Regions from separate parts of the Muntiacus reevesi genome. Here region 2 is linked to region 1. The links are chromatin contacts, called in public Hi-C maps. All regions are on one chromosome and are shown on one strand. The core of a region is the stretch at or near the end of the contact, and the rest is flanking DNA. Distances in the headings are between cores, read along the strand shown.

Region 1 (2,681 bases), core at 78-2,577:
TCTGTTTTCTGTGTTCTTTAACTGTCAACTTGTGCTCTCAGGGCCAAGAAGAAGCCACTCTGGGTAGCTTTATGCAGGGTCCTGGAAACGTTCTCTCAGCCTCTGGGCGCCTGTGTTGAAAATCCTTCCTGGCTGGTGTGCTGGAAATACACTCCATGGGTTTTGCCCTGAAGATGTATTCTGTTTATAATTCATTTCCACTCCTTGGAAAACAATTCAATAAAATGCAATTGGTTTCCCACTGGCCCAGGGCAGGGATGAGGGATAGCATATTATAATTTTTAAAAAATATATAAATAATAAGTCATAAAACAGCACTGGGCACACAGCAGAGTCAATAAATGCTTGCTTGGGTAAAGTAAGTGATGGCTCTGTTTTTCCACGGCTGCTGTACAGGCTGAACTACTCCTGTCCTCCATTACAGTTTTCTTTTTTTTTTCGTTAACTGAAAAAGAAATACATGCATACGGTAAAAAATTCAAACTCAAAAATACACAGGGAAAGGTCTCCCTCATCCTCTTTTTCTCTCAACCCTACAACTGTTGATAATTTGTTGTGTATTTTTCAAACAAGCTACCCACATTCCAAGCTATGTATGTAAACTCCTTTTAAAGTTTTATTTTTTAACCTAGAAGGGTTTAAGTTCTTAAGTGGCTTCTGCCCTACCTAGTCAGCTGTGTGCTGGAACTATGACAGCCGTTCCACACTTCATTCCGAGCCCTTGACGGGACCCCTAGAGTCGGGAGTGGTTTTCCCAGGACGGGTGGGGACCAGGCACCGGTCCTCGGGCGGTCTGCTCCGGGCTCCGGCTCTGACCTCCTCATCCCCGCCCAGCCCCGATGTGTGACCTAGCAGTTTTGTCAGGCCCGGGAGGCACCCTGAGATCGTCTCCCAGCCAGTAAAAGGGGAACTTATTCTCGCCCCAAGGTAGCTCTAAGCATCGCTACCACGCCTGCCGGTGCTTGATCCCGGGAGCTACTGGAAGCCCGGCTCCGCGCAGGGGCTGCGATCGGGATCCGGTAGGGGCTTTGCGGGAGCAGGGGCTGCAGAGGGCCCCACCCTCGAGCTGAAATTTGAGCTGCGCGCCCTGAGAGCCGGGAAAGGGGCGCAGAGGCGGGACTTGACGCCTCCTTTTGGGTGCGCGGCGCCAGGAGTCAAAGTTCTCTCGGTCGCAGCGGCTTCCCTCCCGCCCTCCTCCTTCCGTCTCCCTCCCCTCCCTGCCCCCCAGCGACCACCTCGCTCCCCGCCCCTCCCTCTCGGGCCCCGTGTCGCCCCTAAAACCTGGCGCGGGTCTCTGGGCCCGGAACCGGCCCCGCGCATGCGCAGGGGCGGCGCCGGCCCGGCCGCCAGTCGGAAGCTCCAGCTCCGAGCCCGGGGAGCGGCCGCAGAGGCTGCCCAGCCCCGCCGCCCCTCCCGCCGTTGGCGCCTGCTCCGGGCCCAGGGGCCCCGGCCGCGTAAGTGCAAGAAGGGGGTGCCCCTTGGCGGGGGGCCGGGCCGGCCTCGGCAGGGCTGTCCGTGGGTCACGGCGCGCGCGGGGGCGCCAGGCAGCGTGTGTCCCGCGGAGGGGCTCGACTCCGCCCGCACCTGCCGCGGCCACCTGCCCCGGCCCGGCAGCCCGGCGCCCCCGTCCGCGCCCGCGCCCGTCCCGCCCTGGCCCGCACCTGCCGCCTCTCGGGCCCGGCCCGGCCTCCCCTCCGCGGGCGCCGGCCGTCCCCGGCCCCTCCCCGGCCCCCGCCCCCGCCCCCGACCGGGGGTCTGCGGACGCGGCTGGGACCGGCTCTCGGTTTCCTCTCTTCCTCCATCTCCTCTGGGTTCTAAGTGGCTCAGATCCCGCGCGGTGGCGACAGGCACGTCTCCTGCGGTTGAGCTCCCGAAATTGTTAAGTCCAGCTTCTCTCGGCCGAGTCTCGGAATTGCAGAGCCGGTGCTCGCCTGGTCTCCGCCCCTAGTCCATCTGCCCCGCGCGAACGCCCTTCCACGCGGAGTGTGCTGGTGTCAGGGTGGGATGCCTGTGGATTCCACTTGTTCTTGCAGAGGGATCCATAGTGCCGAAGGTAGGCTCGGGTTAGTTAAAAATGAGCAGAAGGCAAGAGGCTGTGACCTCCTCCTCCCTCTTCTCTGCTCCTCCCCACCCAGTTTAAAGGCAACTGGCGACTTTTAGAAGGTAGTTACCGTCTCTTCCTAGTTCGGCCCAGCTAGTGTTCCCTAGTATGAAATAACAGCACTAGAGACATGATGCTGGAGAACCAGGCATCTTGCAATCCTTAAAGATCCCTTGGCAAGGTTTTTTCTTAAATTGTGGGGCTGTCAAGTGGAATAGAGGGAAAAATAGTTAAGAAATATTTTATCAAGTAACAGCTTTATTGAGAGAATGTTCACATACGGTAAAGTGTACCCATTTAAATTGTACACTTAAGTGGTTTTCAGTGTATTCCCAGTTGTGCAACCATTATTAATCCAGACCATTTTCATCACTTCAGATAGAAATTCCATACCCATTGTCAGTCTCCCCTCCTGCACCCGGAACAGCCACAAATTTACTCTCTGTCTCCAAGGAGTTGCATATTTGGGGCATTTCATGTAAATAGAATCATGCAATATGTGGTCTTTTGTGCCTGGATTCTTTCATTGAGCATAATGTTTTCAGGGTTCACCCATGTTGTAGCAGTGTCAGTACTGTTT
Region 2 (2,681 bases), core at 117-2,616, 140 kb before region 1:
GGTGGTCTGGACCCCTATGAGGGTGGGGGTGGTGGGTAGAGGACTAGATGGGGAAGAATGGACATCTCTGAGGCTGATGCCATGGGGCCCCCTCATTTATATCAATCACTGGATGAAGATGGAAGTCCTTTTATGTTTCTTTCTGGAGGACAGGTGGATTCTCTTGCTTTTATTTAAGAATTCCTTGAGAATTGCAGAGAGAGAAACAAACCTATTGGACGCTTGCAGGCAGAACTCCCGTTCATCTTTGTACCATCGTAGGCCAGTGGAACACACAGTCACAGGCACTCGGTGTCAGACAGTACTTGCTTACCGGAGGAAGAAAGGAGCAGGCAAATATGTTAAAAAGATGACAAGCAATTTTGGACTGTATTTCACCTTCCGGTTGCTAACCCCTCATCAAGTAGGGGAGAAAGGAGTTGACTTCTGGCTGGCCTCCCTGGAAATGACTCCGAAAACCAAAAACAAACTGGATGCAGGGGTTTGGCTGGAGGGAGAACGTTTCTGCACGAGGAGGGCGAACACAGAGATGTACGGAAGAGCACGGGGGGTTCGATAAAGGGTCCCAGGTAAAGGACCAGAGGAGGCCCCGAGGGCTGCAATGAGGAGTTAACAGTTTGATCTGATGATCCCTGATAGCGGCTAAAATTGACCTGAAGCTCTTTACAGGGATTCTCTAGGTAGGTTCTCCGCCGGGAGGTGGCGGTGTGGTAGTGTGCGAGGACCCGGGCGCGTTCAAGTTCAAGTTCCCGGTCCGGAGAAACCTTCGCGACATTGTTTCCTTTATCGCTTAAAAGAGCCCAGCTGCAACGCCGGGGCGCCCGGGCGCGGGCCGCAACCGCGTCCACACGGGGCCCCAGCTCGTCCGGCGCGGCGGGGGCTCGGGATGGGGAAGGGTCTGCCCGCGCGCGCCAGGGAGGGGAGGGCTGTGTTTTCTTTTCTTTCTTCCCGGTCTCGGCGGCGGGGGTGCGGGGGCAGCGACGCGCCGCCCGCTCCGCCCATTCGGAGGAGACGTCGCGCTTCTGAGTGGCTGCAGAGCACCCCCCCGGCCCCGCGTGCGTCCCGGCTGCCGGCCCCCGCCCCTCCGCCGCGCCCCCAGCCCGCCTCGGCCGCCGAGCGGGTCCGCCCCTCCCCTCTCCTCCCCTCCCTGCCCCGCCCCTGCCGCTCCCTCGCCCCGCCCCCGCCGCGCGGGCCCCGCCCTCCCCTCCAGCTCCCTCGCCCCGCCCCCTGTCGCGCGGGCCCCGCCCTTCGCCCCGCCCCCGCACCTCCCGCACCTCCCTTCCCCTCCTGCCCCGCCCCCGCCCGCTCCCTCGCCCCTCCCCCTCCCCTCCCCTCCCCCTCCCCCGCCCGCCCGCCCGCCCGCCTCCGCCCGCCGCCCCGGCCGCGTCGGGTAAACCTGTTTGGCGGCCGCGCCGGGGCGGATCGTGCGGCCGGCGGCTCCCTCGCGGCTCGCGGCGTCGGGGCCCGTGGCGCGCGCGCGGCCGCCCCTCTGCCCCGGAGCCCCTCGGCGGCGCCACCATGTACTCGGGAGCCGGCCCCGGTGAGTCCGCGCGCTCCTCCCCGCGGCGGTTGGCGGGCCGGTTGCGAGCGCGGCGCGGGCGGGCGACCGCGGGCCGAGGGATCGGGGGGCCCGGGGGTCGGGGGGCTGCCGGCCGTTCCCTCGGTCCCAGGGCGGACACGCGGTCCCAGCCTCCTCCTCGGGCCCGAGTCGTCGGGGCGCCCCGCGCGGCCTGGGCCCTCCCCGCGCCCCGTCTCCGCCGCGGCCCGGCGGGCTGGGACCGGGCCGGAGCGTGGACTGGGCCAGGCGGCCCGCGTGTAGGCCTGAGGCCCGGGCACCCGCCTGCCCGGCCTCCTGCGCCCGGCGCCTGGGCGCCTGGGCCCCTGCGCCGCGCGGGGCCGGCGGGGCAGAGGCCGGGGCCGCGCTCAAAGCGCCCGGGGGCGGAGAGGCCCCGGCCGGGGGCGCCGAACTCGGGGTGCGGGCGGCGCGGGGAGGAGCGCGGCCGTTGGGCGCAGACCGAGCCGCGGCGAGCCTGGAGCGCTCTCAGTTTCGTTTTTCTTTCTGCCAGCACTTCTGCGGCCCCTTCTCCTAAGGAAAGTCTGGAAATGCTGAATTTTGGCCAATTCTTGCTGGTAGTTAGGACCGCGGACAGAGAGGGATAGGAAGGCGCCCTAAAACCCTAAACCTGCGCGCGCCTCATTTTTATTCCAGACACACAGGCTCCTTATTCAAGTGTTAATTGCCTTTTACAATCTACTAGAGGAAGGTGAGGGGATGTGCTGATTTCCTTAGCGTCTTTTCTCACTAGCCAGCCTCCCTCTCTTTAGAAAAGTTCTGAAAAACTTAGAGCAGTAACACATTTTTTAAAGAACTTTTTTGGGGGGATGCAGAGTAGACGGGCGATTAACTTGCTGGGCCAAGAAAATGGTCAAATGTTGTTAGGCTTTTCCCCTTCTCCCGCCGGGCACGTGGCTTCTAAATTTCCCGCTGGCCCTGCCACTTGGACAAGACACATCCTGTCCCCTTTGTCCACCAGGCTCCAGCGGGCTGCAGGCCCTGCCGGCTGGGTCCTGCCTTCTGCGGGCCCTGGCCCTCCCCAGCCTCCTGCCGCTGGGGCTTTGGCGGGACCTGTTGAGGCTCTTCTGATCCATTTGCATCCCGTAACACTTTCTGCTCACAGTCC

Evidence for each region. Hi-C and Micro-C count contacts between places; a contact is called where the count stands out from the background.
Region 2: a Hi-C map of muscle shows a contact between it and region 1, with 6 times the contacts expected there. The contact joins the promoter of AGO2 here to the promoter of TRAPPC9 in region 1. A contact is called at or near these places in 2 of 3 Hi-C or Micro-C datasets (blood and muscle).

What each region holds. Positions count from the first base shown.
Region 1 is chr12:74,622,036-74,624,716 of mMunRee1.1, reverse strand. TRAPPC9 (trafficking protein particle complex subunit 9) reads left to right here and starts at 1,327. Exons shown (of 22, transcript XM_065903184.1): 1 at 1,327-1,454.
Region 2 is chr12:74,757,311-74,759,991 of mMunRee1.1, reverse strand. It overlaps AGO2 (argonaute RISC catalytic component 2), which reads left to right and starts at 1,366. Exons shown (of 19, transcript XM_065903367.1): 1 at 1,366-1,540. The coding sequence starts at 1,519.